Regions from separate parts of the Pan troglodytes genome. Here region 2 is linked to region 1. Evidence: chromatin contacts called from public Hi-C data. All regions are on one chromosome and are shown on one strand. The core of a region is the stretch at or near the end of the contact, and the rest is flanking DNA. Distances in the headings are between cores, read along the strand shown. Region 1 holds the start of PLPP5 (phospholipid phosphatase 5). Region 2 has its middle 17 kb from the start of TACC1.

What was found. Hi-C and Micro-C count contacts between places; a contact is called where the count stands out from the background.
Region 2: a contact with region 1 is called in a Hi-C map of stem cell-derived neural progenitor cells, with 5 times the contacts expected there. The contact joins the enhancer-like site here to the promoter of PLPP5 in region 1. A contact is called at or near these places in 1 of 7 Hi-C or Micro-C datasets (stem cell-derived neural progenitor cells) and 1 of 1 datasets of contacts at active chromatin or transcription factors (stem cell-derived excitatory neurons).

Annotation. Positions count from the first base shown.
Region 1 is chr7:46,669,080-46,675,754 of NHGRI_mPanTro3-v2.0_pri, forward strand. PLPP5 (phospholipid phosphatase 5) reads right to left here and starts at 1,366. Exons shown (of 7, transcript XM_519712.9): 1 at 787-1,366; 2 at 543-651; 3 at 13-103. The coding sequence starts at 1,007. It overlaps NSD3 (nuclear receptor binding SET domain protein 3), which reads right to left. Exons shown (of 24, transcript XM_519713.8): 24 at 1,361-6,675.
Region 2 is chr7:47,106,791-47,113,545 of NHGRI_mPanTro3-v2.0_pri, forward strand. No RefSeq gene overlaps it. Among named protein-coding and RNA genes, the nearest start is that of TACC1, 17 kb to the right of the region's middle. Within about 2 kb of position 5,096, at least 5 of the 24 cell types and tissues checked have an H3K27ac peak or open chromatin away from gene starts, as enhancers often do. A contact at or near this core is called in stem cell-derived neural progenitor cells, where this site is marked.

The sequences.
Region 1 (6,675 bases), core at 116-2,615:
GCTAGCGCTCACCCAGGCAGGCTTGTCTGCTGTCTCTTGTGTCTGCCTTCTTGAGAAATTTGGCCAGGAAGATCAGAGACAGTGGAGAGAGAAATGCAATAACCTGAATCAGAATGTCAGAGGTTAAAAACAATAATAAAAAAAAAAGCCACACTCGTGCTCCTACAGGAAAGAGGGATGTGACACAGCAGGACTCACTGGCGCTAACATAAGGTCTCTGAGTGCGCGTAACCGGGCGCCAGGCAGCGCCACCAGTGAACAGCAGCGCCCGTGCGGCTCGGGCCCCGGTACCTCAGGCTGAGGCACAGAGCGCCCGGGAAAACGTTGTCTCAGCCCAAAGAGGCTCGGACACCCTCCTCTCTCAATCAATCAATCAATCAGGATCTTAAACAAACACTCGAGCCCTAGGAGGCGGAACCCAGCGCACAGCAGCGGAGTGGGCAGTGGGTCCCTACAAAGGCTGTCTCGGGGTGGAAAACGCACAGGTGCCCGCGGGAAGCCCGGTCATGGGGAGGGAGGAGAGACGATCTTTCTCCACGCACAAACATCGGCTTGGTGGGGAAATACTCCGCCTCCACGTAGGGGTTCCGGTAGAGCCACATCTCCTCCGGCTGGATGAGTCTCTGGAACGGGGGGAGCAGCTCCGTCACCCTAGAGGGGAACAAAGAAGCGCAGAGCAGGTCGCCTGGCTTCCTCCCCGCTTCCCCACTGCCCGACCCGCCGCCCCGTGCCGCCCGCCTGCCTGGGAAGCGGGGCCGCCCGGGCCCGGCCGTGGATCTTTCTTACAGGAAGGCCGCGAACAGCGCGAGCCGCACGCCCACTTCGGCCCCAAAGGCCACCGCCGCCGCCGCCTTCCCCATCCGGCCGCGAGCCCCGAGCGACGCTGCGCTGACGTGGCCACCTCCGCGGGGAGGGCCGGGCCGGGAACTGGGCACCGCCCCCTCTCCCAGTTGCCCGCGCTCCGGCGGCTCCCCAGGAAGACGGCCTGGGGGCTGTGCCGAGGGCATCGTCTGGCAAAGGGTACGCAAAGCCAGCGGAGCTGCCCTCTGGTGCGTTCAGCAGGGAGCCAGCGCCCCAGTTCCAGCCGAGTAGGTCGGCGTACGGTCCATCAGCAGCTCGTCTCCACGGCCCAACCACACCACCGCGGGGAGCAGCCTTCTCCCGGGACCTCGCCTCTAAATGGAAAACCAAACAGCCCGCTCTCAGATCCTCGTTCCTTAGCAACACAGCCGCATTCTGCAGGAAGCCACACTACCTGAGGTTGGCTGGATTGTGTCATTTAGTCCTCCCACCCAGGATGGCCTCCTGCCCAGAGTGTTTGTTGTAGCAAAAAATTATTGGCAAAGAACAAGCCCACATATTTAATTTGGAACATACAGGACAATTTATTGAAGTCAATCTCAAGCAAAATCTGAAATCAGTGGAATGTCATTAAAAACCTTTCCAAATTAATCCTCACGGAAGCAAAAAACACATTGGAATTCCAAAGTATTTGTAAAATAAAAAAGGCAACATCTCAGTAAATATAATGTACAAAAATTATATGTTCCTACCAGCACACACATCAGTAAAGAAGCTTAAATATTACAGGCAACCCTAAATACACTATAACTAGTCAACAATAAGCTATCTATATACAGGTTAACCAAGCTTTACACGTTTCACACTATGCAATAAAACATAGGCCAATCAACAAAATCCTCAAAATATTATATATCTTGAAGTCTATGTGGCAACATCAAGTCATTATACAGTAATGCCCTAGTGGAACACCCCCAGGGAAAATTAACACTAATCCCTTAGTGTCAAGAGCTTCTAGCCAAGTCACAGAAACTCAAAAGAGATTGACTTTAGTGAATATTGATGCTTTGTTATTAAAGACTCAAGTCTCAAGTGATTTAGGCAAAGTAACGGTTCACAGGATCTACAAAGTTTATTACAGATAAAGTACAGAAATAACCAATCTACAAAGATCATTATCATAAAGAACACGAGAAAATGAAAACGGAGTCTGTAGGTATCTGTGTTTGTTGTGCAATATCACTCAAATGGGTACAAATGAGTTTCTCATATCAATTCCAAATATACACATACCCTTGTATATAAAAAATGATATTAGCCAGTTGTAATACTCATTTAGCATCTTGGTTATTAGTGGCAATATAATTTTCTTAACATAGGGCATGTAACAGGACAAATGAGATAAAATAATGACAACCAAGTAAGTTTTATCCAGTCCATTTCTAAACTGACAAGAATACCTTATTCAATACCTTATATAGGTCATCTGACAGATACTTGAGGGCTGTTTGCACACATCAAGTGTGTTGGCAGGCAGGGAGGGGAGCAGTAAAAGCTGAGGGTGCTTTCTCACTAACTAGCAGATGCAGTAATGCCACATAAGAAAACTAAGGACTGAATAAATGACTTTGGCATCTATTCTATTTTCCCTTTTTACTTACATGTAAATTACTTTTACAGCCTACTGAAGGACAGGCAATTCTCATCCCCCTCCCGCTTCATACATACGTGCCACAAGCACCCAAACTTGTCACTTATGCAATGGACTGACCAAAACAAAAAACAGAAATGTTTTTTGAAAGACACGGATTACCCACATTTTGGGAGTGTAACGTAAGTGCAATTTTTTGTTTTGTTTTTTCCCTACATAGACATAGTAAAAGGAAAGAAGATGTGCTTGGGGAGAGGGTTGACAAAATGACAAAATAAAGAACGTACATAAAAAGTATTTGTAAAAATGCTGGTATCTCATGCAGGAGTCTCTTCCTCAAATGTGTTCAATCAATCTGAGCTATCTACTGTGAACACTCTCCCATTTGCAGAACTTCACCTTTAATCCACGCTAAAGAGGATAAGAGACTAGGCTATTTATTTTCAAAACAGTTTACAAAACAATGCTTTCTACTTCATAAATGTAAAAAGAAACTAAAATAAGGAGAATCTGAAGAGTTTCAAGTACTTAAAAAACCTGAATTCAATGAGGCAGAGGTCTCAATGTTAAAGTGACTATTTCGTACCTGTGGTAAACATTATCCCCCCCCTTACCCTTTACCAGGAGAAAGGGGGTTCCCTTTCTCCTGGTACCCCACCCCAGGTAAAAGTTGGTGAGATTTCAGTATATACACATTTCCAACTTTTCAGTATTTGTTAATTCATTGCAAAGCTGTCTAATTATAGTATTCCCTAGTCCATCTGAAAATGGAAGCAAGTTCTACTTTTTGTTTTACAAATAACCAGAGACCAATTCTAGGTGGCCCTAGGCCAAAGGAAAGTGTTTCCATTCATCAATTCATGTCTGCACCAACTTGGACAACTGGGGGTGGCTGGATGCATCAGCCTTGTGAAAAGTAACTTTAGTCTACGCTGCCCAGAAATAAAGCAATTTCCAATGTCCTTTTTCTCATGTGGAAGTATAGAATGTCAGCTTCCCAGCCGTGAGGGCTCCATAGCCACTGTTTTCTTAACTTGTTAAGAGGACACGGCATGTGGCAGCCAACACCTTGACTTCAAGGTGAATGCTAAAGGAAGAGCTTTGTATTTAAAATGAAATGAAAGACAAGCAACAAGTCCTGGGCAGTCCAGAGATTGTATTCTCTACAGATGGCCTGTTTGCAAACTGTAGGTCTGGGTTTGACCTATTGGAATACACCATGCAAGAAACTACTCGAAAAGGAAATTCCACTTCATGAACCAGGAAAGTTGTCCAACAGCCTGTCCCATCTGAGGGTCCTTTACATGATTAGATACTCAATATCTCAGTTCTACAACGTTATTTACAGACATGTTTTCAAATATTTTGTGTAAATGGCAGAAGGGAGCTGGGAGCAGTCCCCCTGCCTCCATTACTTTTTTAGCTTTCACATATGTTCTTGACTTGTACAGAAAATTCCAAATTTTAAATGATTCCCCAACTCAGCCAGTTCTATAGATGAGGCCAGATCATTTTTGAGAATTAAGATAGAGTGGGAACTTGTTAAAACAAAAATGAAAATAAAACCCACCTCACTCCTGTATCTCTCCCTGATTAGACATTAAAGAGGTGAATCACTGCCTCTGGCTGCTTCAGCCTTCCAGGAATGAAGAGCCATCCACCTTGCCCTTCTCAGCCAGCCACAGGCAGCTCTTCTGATTCTTCCCTCGCAGCAGTGGCGGTCCAGCCCCTCCCTCCCCTGCACAGTGCCTGGGAAAGTTTCCCAGGATTTCATCTTTAGCTCTTACTGATCCAGTTTCTGAAGCTTTAGGCTGATTATCAAAAATCTTATGTTCACTTCTTCCTTCAACAAATTAACATGTGGTTAAAAAAAATACCACCATTAGCCCATGCTGCTTTAAGTTATTTCATTGTTAGACAAGAGTAAAAACCAGCCACTTACACTCTGACCACATATAGATTTAAAAGTTAACAAATACCAACTTCAGACTATGAGTGAGCAATGTCTTTTGGAATATTTCATTGGTGTATCACAGGCACAGTGCATGTATACTCATGCACACATAAAGGACAATTTTCTCTTTCTGCATCTATAATCTGCAACTTAAAAATAAATAAAATAGGTCAACATTGACGCTATGGAGGTGTGAGGAGAACTCCTTGGCACCAGCATGACTAAAACCGCTTTTTAGACCATTAAAGAACATTCATGGCCAAAGACTTCAGAACTATGGTTACCTTTTTTTTTTTGAGATGGAGTCTCGCTCTGTCACCCAGGCTGGAGTGCAGTGGTGTGATCTTGGCTCACTGCAACCGCTGCCTCCTGAGAAACTGGGACTACAGGCATGTGCCACCATGCCCGGCTCCTTTTTGTATTTTTAGCAGAGACAGGGTTTCACCATGTTGGTCAGGCTGGTCTCAAACTCCTGACCTCATGATCTGCCCACCTCGGCCTCCCAAAGTGCTGGGATTACAGGTGTGAGCCACTGCACCTGGCAGCTATTTTGTTTTCTACTCTGATTTCTGAAATGGTGAAACAATCCTATTAATCATAATTTTTTTTAAATTTCAGCAGAGCTCTGTTACAGATATGAAAACAAAATGTGACACAATGAAGAAGCTGCATAAAAATACTGAAACCTAAGGTATCTGTAGTATATAGGATGTACCCTGGCTTACCATAGAAAAGTCTTTAGATAGTAAATAGCACTAAGTCTAAAAGCAAGGAGATAAGATTTCATGTTGGATACTGTTTCAACAAGAACTGTATTTGGAATATTAAAGGAAATCCTTATGTTAGTAAGTTTAAAAAACCAAACATCATATACAAAATAAAATTTTAGTATGATAAAACCTAGCTTTTCTTATTTTTTAAAAGGACATCAAACTATATAATTGCTCAAGAGCAAAGTTTAGTGTTTTGGTGAGCTGTATTTCATGTTACTTGTAGCAATTATATTTGGTGACATGGATCGCATTTTCCATTTTGCTCTTTCTTTTGGGACCATATCTAATCAACAGAAGTACTGGAAGCCCAATGAGTCACCGCAGAATTAATTGCTGGAGTCAGGCAAATGGCAGTTTAGGAGCTTCAGTAAAAGAATTGTAGTGTTTTTTACAAGAGAAAATCCAGTATAATTGCACATTTACATACAAAAAAAAGAGGCACAAAACAGATTTTCACCCTCTTTCCATAGAAGAGCTCTAAATTGATAAGCAAATGGAACACTCAATACAGCTGAAGGAATGTGGTAGAGCATCTACCCTCCCTACCTTCATAAGGTTACTAGGTACTTGAGGGAAAATAAATGCTACCAGGTACCAGCAATTGTAAGCAGTCAAAATTCACAGAGAAAGTTAACATTCATTCAAGCTAACCCTAGACTTCTACTTAGTACAGTGTTACAACAATGTCTGACATTACTAATTATTTTCATACAAGGAATACTGGAATATACATATTCCTAAGCATTAAAAGCAAGTGAGTTTGGTGAGCAGACATCTTGGTATACTCGCATCTATAAGAGTCAAGCATCACCGTCAACCATTTTTGCTAACACTGACTTTCTTGGGAGTTTTCTCCAAGTGCTTCCTAAGATGAAGTGTGTTTGTGTGGCTCTTATGCACCCTGTAAAAGTAGAAGTTCTTCCCCTTACTCAATGGGAACAATCTGAAGTACTGGATAATAATAGAAATTCTTTACATGTAACCTGAGGATGCCCCTACTACTTTCACCCCCCAAATTAGGAACTCAACCAAAAAGATCTATTCAAATACAATTCAAACTCACTTGTGTGGTTTTACCAGGAAACATGACTGAATGGTCAGATGACAAAAGAAATGTTTGAGTAGGAGAGGAAAACAGAGACAAAAAATAAAATGCCTGTAATTCTCTCCAATTAAGACCAGGGTCTACAATAAAATTGGACAGAAAATGGTGCTTATATGATCCAAATTTTGGTTTATGCCTTCATCCCCCTTTAGCTGCCTTAATCAGTGTCAGGAAAATAGGAGTGACCATTCCAACTATGCTTCATATCCACAGAAACGCACTTCATCCAAAACCCAAACCATCCGTGTCAATGGAAAACGTTTTAAAAATCAGTGAGCACATCCATTCCTTTTTTTCCTTCCACCAAGGAAACACACCATATACCCTTCTAGGTAAAGTTACCATAGTACAAAGCCCACCTTGTTTAAGACCACAGAGGTAAAATCCACCG
Region 2 (6,755 bases), core at 3,846-6,345, 440 kb after region 1:
TTAGGGCAGCAGAAATATTCTGTATGATAATGCAATGAGGGATATATTATGTCATCCTACATTTGACCAAACCCTGGCAGGTCTTAGAAACCAGAACCCCTTTCCCCCAAACCAGCCATAAAACCTAAAATACTACTCTCTAACTTTCCCTCCGCCTTCTGTGTAAAAATTGGCCATAAAGAAATAATCTGGCCAGGAGCGGTGGCTCATGCCCGTAATCCCAGCACTTTGGGAGGCCAAGGTGGGCAGATCACTTGAGCTCAGAAGTTCGAGACTAGCCTGGCCAACATGGTGAAACCCTGTCTCTACTAAAAATATAAAAATTAGCCGGGCATGGTGGCAGGTGCCTGTAATCCCAGCTACTTGGGAGGCTGAGGCAGGAAGATCGCTTGAACCGAGGAGGTGGAGGTTGCAGTGAGCCAAGACCATGCCATTGCACTCCAGCCTAAGCAACAAGAGCAAAACTCCATCTCAAAAAAAAAAAAAAAAAAAAAAAGAAAGAAAGAAAGAAAAAGAAAGAAAGAATCTGACCTACCTGGTTTGGCTGTAGGTCATCAGACCCCCATTCCAGCAGTGTCTTGCCCCATACCCAGAAGGAAGGCGCTCTGCACAGAGAGGCCAAGAAGAATCTAGGCAGACAGGCCTTGCTGAGTTTTTCTGCTGAGTCTGTTAGCATTAGGTCATTCCCTTCTTCTCCAATGTATAATAAAAGTTAAACAGAATGTACAACACCAACAGTGAACCCTAATATAAATTACACTATTTGAATTATAATGATATGTCAATGTAGGTTCATCAGTTGTAACAAATATACCCCTGTGGTGAGGGATGTGGATAATGGGGAGGTGGTGCATGTGGGGTCAGTGGGTGTATGGGAAACCTCTGCACTTTCCACTCAATTTTGCTGTGAATCTAAAACTGCCCTAAAAAAGTTAGGTCTTGAAAAAAAAAAAAAGAGGCTGGGCACGGTGGTTCATGCCTGTAATCCCAGCACTTTGGAAGGCTGAGGTGGGTGGATCACTTGAGTTCAGGAGTTCAAGACTAGCCTGGCCAACATATAGTGAAACCCTGTCTCTACTAAAAAAAAAAAAAAAAAAATTAGCTGGAAGAGTTAGCGGGCACCTGTAATCTCAGGTACTCAGGAGGCTGAGGCAGGAGAATTGCTTGAACCCTGGAGGCAGAGGATGTAGTGAGCCGAGATTGCGCCACTGCACTCCAGCCTGGGCAACAGAACGAGACTCTGTCTCAATAAATAAATAAATAAATAAATAAATAAATAAATAAATAAATGAAGAAGAAATAAGCTTTACCTTGACACACACAAACACACAGCCCACAAATGGGAACGTACACCATGAATCCTATCTCAACCACCCTCCTCCTGGCTCATTATACCCCAGCAACCTCCTCTTCTTTCATTTCTCTTAAGCTGTTTCCTTCCCAGGACATTTGCACACATCAGGACAAACTGTGAAAGGCTTTGAAATGGGGGAAGAATTTGTAGGCATTCTGACTTACTCTTCCTGGTCATCTCCATCTTTCATTTTCTGAGCTAGAGACAACTCTGCAAGTTGTAGATGACTAAGAGCAATGTAAGGATTATTTTCCATATGCCAATACATTCTATCCAGCAGAGGGACAACTGCCCTTCATCCACCGAATTTGGAATCTTTGACGTGTTCATTTCAGCATTCTTGATTGACCTATGTAAGTGTGGTACTTTGAATTAGCCTTTGAACCAGTTGTAAGATCTTAATGTTTCCCTCATTCATTAATGAGGTTAAAGATTAAATAAAAACTTTGACAGATGTTCATCTTATGATGATTCACCTGGTTTTTTTTGTTTTTGTTTTTGTTTTTTTGAGGGTCTTACTCTGTGGCCCAGGCTGGAATGCAATGGTGCAATCATGGCTCCCTGCAGCCTTGACCTCCCAGGCTCAAGTGATCCTCCTACTTCAGCCTCCTGAGTAGCTAGGACTTACAGGTGCATGCCACCAGGCCCAGCTAGTATTTTGTGTGTGTGTGTGTGTGTGTGTGTGTGTGTTTGTAAAGATGAGGTTCCTCCATGTTGCCCAGACTGGTCCCAAACTCCTGGGTTCAAGCGATCTGCCCACCTCGGCCTCCCTAAGTGCTGAGATTACAGGCATAATTAGCTTCTTAAAGAAATGCATCCTTTAACACACCTGTTATGTGCTTCTCTCTCTCTTCATCCATCTCAACCCTGCTCATCCTTCAGGTCTCAGCTTCAATGTTGCATCCTGGGAGAGGCCTCCTCTATTCTAGATCAGGTCTCTCAGATTTATTCTCTTGCTGGTCTCTTTCTTCACTGCACTTGTTACAGTTGATAATTATGTATTCTGTGAGCTCACTCATGTCTGGGAATGAAATTACCCGTGATTTGAATCTCCTTCTTTATATTTTTCTTCATTTGACATGTTTCTATAATGAATATTTACACTTTTACAGTTTTTTAAATGTTGTCTTTAATCACTACTTTCAAAAGGAAAAGAAAAAAAAAACTGTGGTATTTTTACTGTCAATTGCCCTTTGCAGTTCCAGGGAAGCCTCCCTCTCCAACTACCCCAGCCCACCCAGATTACTCCCGTACACAAACTCCTATTGCAATTCTATTGTGTTTCACGCAATTATACTCACCAGAGCATCCAGTAACAACATCACAAGCACCTGTGCTGAAAGCTGTAGGGGGTGGGGGGATGCATGAGACCCTAAAAAGGGTAAGTTGTGCTTCCTACTTTAGAGGAATTTATGACCTTATGGTGGTACAAGACATAGAAGAAAAGTTAAATAACAATGTGCAGTATTATTTAATGAAGCACCATAGCTTTACATATATGTTCAGGCTTGGGTTTACCGAAGGCCAGAATGGTCATGTGGCCTTATCGTATGATCTCAGCCCACATGTCGTTAGTCTTGTGAGTTAGACTAGGGTGCAACTTCACGGATGGCAGGACCACATCTTTCTTGGCTTCTTTCGTATAAACTACAGTACTGAACACACAGCCCAGGCGCATAGCAGAGGCTTCTACCGATTGATTCACTTACTGTCCAGGACAACTGGCTGGGTCAGTTCTCAGCACATGGCTTCTCTGGGAGATAGGAAGCTTTACTGAGCCTCTCCTCACTCCAGCATAACGTGGATCTAGTCTTACCATGTAAGTGTCCACGTTGTTGAAAAGTGATAGGCTTGCAATGGTTGGATTCCTGCTGGGTCTGCTTAGGGAGGTGATGGAGAATCTTGCAGCAGCTGATAAAACAGAGAAGCCTGGGCACCTGGGCAGGAGATTTTTCTACAGTGGTGGAGCAGCAATGGCCACTTCCGGCAAGTGGTTCTATTCCAAGATCCCAGGGCTCAGAGAGCAGGAATGTTTCCAGGAAGATGGGCCATTGCTTAAACAGAAGCTGGAGATTAACCACGTTTACACACTGGGTTAAAATATCTAACTCTTTGGTCCAATCACAGGGGTGTCAGCTGTTGGAAAACAACCTAGTCCTAACGACCACCTCTAGTTCAGGAGCATTGAGGTCAGAGCTCTGCCATCACCCTGCTGTTTTGCATCATGCATAACACCTGCCTTCTCTCAGGCCTCCTTGAAAATGCTCCCCACTATCCGCAGCTGAACCCCTAGTATAGAGACATGACCCTGGCCACTTCCAGAATGGATTTACAGCGTAGCCACAATAAAATAAGGTGGACTAGTCCAGGTGTGGTGGCTTACGCCTATAATCCCAGCACTTTGGGAGGCTGAGGTGGGTGGATCACCTGAGGTCAAGAGTTCGAGACCAGCCTGACCAACATGGTGAAACCCCATCTCTGCTAAAAATGCAAAAATTAGCCAGGCATGGTGGTGGGTGCCTGTAGTCCCAGCTACTTGGGAGGCTGAGGCAGGAGAATCGCTTGAACCCAGAAGGCAGAGGTTGCAGTGAGCTGAGATGGTGTTGCGTACTCCAGCCTGGGCAACAAGAGCGAAACTCATTCTTAAATAAATAAATAAATAAAATAAGATGGACTAGAGGAACTAGGATTGGAGAGGGAACTACTTTTAAATCATAATATTCTACATGTGGTATACCCTGCTTTTTTTTTTTTTTTTTTAAGAGACCCAGTCTTGCTCTGTCACCCAGGCTGGAGTGCAGTGGCATGATCTTGGCTCACTGCAGCCTTGATCTCCTGGGCTCAAGAGAGCCTCCCGCCTCAGCCCCACAAGTAGCTGGAACTATAGGCATGCACCACCATACCTGGCTATTTTTTTTTTTTTTTTTTTAGAGATGTGGTTCCACCTTGTTGCCCAGGCTGGTCTCAAACTCCTGAGCTCAGGCAATCCTCCCGCCTCCACCTCCCCAAGTGCTGGGATTACAGGAGTGAGCCACCATGCCTGGACTACCCTGCCTTCTTTAGGTGGTCTTAGAAACTAAAAATATGTTTCTCACTTTTCTGACCTCAAATTAGTTTGAACCTCCTCCTACATCCTTTTTTATTTAACTCCCCGTTTGTACAATCTGACCCTCTTCATGAAATGAGACACCGAGAGGCTGATTATCTCTTTCTCTCCTCTCTCTCTGCTTTAGGAGGCATGCTTTCTCTTTAAGCCCGACATCAAAGCAGTAGCTATGACGTCCTCCGAATTCTCTGTGATGCTGTTTTCAGGAAGGCCTCCTGGGTAGGGTGGAGCCGGGCCTAACTTATCGTGGTGATGATTCCTGCTCTGGAGGGGCATCGCTGGGTCAGGATACCTGGGCATGTAAGCCATAGGCACTGGTGGTGGCTGGGAAGGGCAGCAAGTTCCCTAGACATGGGACTTTCGGGGCCGAGATGGCTCAAGAACACTGTGGGGGGTCCTGTCTGAATGTGAGAGTCCAGAGTGTCACCAGAGCAGCCAGGTGTGGGCTGCAGCACCGGGGCAATTGTGTTCATTCCTCATCGTGGGGCCTCTCATCCCACCCCAGGACAGGATAAAAGAGTGTCATGGAAGTTTTGCAACTTGGCTGGATGATTTGCTCACCGCATGTGGGCCACATTGTCCTGCCCCTCCTGGCAGATCTTTGGCTCTGGAAGTGGTGTGGCACTCACTCCCCATCGCTGGCTCACTGCAGGCCTTCCCTCCTGGCAGCTCTGCTCTGGGGCCTGCCTGCCCAGGCCTGATTAATGCAGCCCAGTTTCCTCCAAAGATGCCTTGGAGGTGGAGGTGGGGGGGCGCTCAGTGAAGTCATTCTCACAGCCTAATTGACTGATCATTTTTATTTCTCCTTTGCTGTGGACTTCCTGTTTATTGCTCCTTCCAGCTTATGTGAAGCCATTTGCAGCCACATGATGTTTTAAGATTCTCTTTATTCAGGGATAGTCAAGAGACAAAACTGGAGTCTGCCTGGAAAAACAAAAGAGGCAATAGTTCCAGAGCATTCAGGCTCTGATTCCTCCGTTGCGGGGGTGGCTGCCGACTGCTTTGCCCTGCGATGTGATGATTGCCAGTTATTAAGCCTGTCTGGTGGAGGGGGGAAGCCAAGTGAGGAAAACAACAATAAAAGGAAATAAATGGTTCTGAGGGACTGAGAACCGTGCAGACCAGAAAACACACACATACACACCAAAAGAAAACAAAACAAAAAAGCTCCTGCACTCTGTTTAGAGTTCATAGCCAGGAGGATAAACACCACTTAATTTGCAAACAATTACCATTTGGAGATGATAAAAAAAATTAAATATCACTGGAAGAAAAGTTTACACAGAAATTGCCAGATCATGTGCTGGGAACATTTGTGAATTCCTCCCCAGCCGCCTCCTGGACAACAGTTCACGGCTAGACTCCACGGCATCTATTCCATGGCTGGTTTGGTTTAGTGGCTCTCAAACCAGGCCAATGTTGTTACCTTCTCCTTCTACCTCCCCCAAACATTTGGCAATGTTTGTAGACATTTTCTGTTGTCACAACTGAGACGGGGAGTGAGGACTGCTAGCAATTTGGTGTAGAGGCCAGGGATTCTGGACAGCCCCTCACAATGCACAGGACAGCCCCCCACAGTAACAAAAATTTCCAGTCCAAAATGTCAGGAGTGCCCAAATTGAGCAAGACTGGTAGGAAGGTATCCAAGGGCAGAAAGGAAAACACAGAGTTGAACTGGGCTTGAGTTCTAGCTTTCTCCTTGGAAGAAGTCGTGGTAAAGGCAGGAGGTCCACCCAGGAAGTTCCAGACTTCCTGGAAACACACTAGGCCAGTAAGGTCTATGGAACTGTATTCTTGTCTTGGTATGATCAGGATGTCTCCGTCTTCTAAAATCTAGGTGAAGTTGGCTGGGTGCAGTGGCTCACGCCGGTAATCCCAGCACTTTGGGAGGCTGAGCCAGGCGGATCACGAGGTCAGGAGATCGAGACCATCCTGGCTAATATGGTGAAACCCCGCCTCTACTAAAAATACAAAAAATTAGCTGGGCATGGTGGCACACACCTGTAGTCCCAGCTACTTGAGAGGCTGAGGCAGGAGAATCACTTGAACCCTGGAGGCGGAGGTTGCAGTGAGCTGAGATTGTGCCACGGCACTCCAGCCTGGGCAACAGAGCGAGATTCCATCTCAAAAAACAAAACAAAACAAACAAAAACAAAAAACTAGGTGAAGACGTGGACACCCATCACTAACCAGCTAGTGGTCCAAATGCGTCCGATGTCCATGTGTGTGCAGCCACTGCCCTCTAGGGGCAGAATTGTGTGCGGCCGCTCACCACGGGTGTGTGTTTTGAGGCTG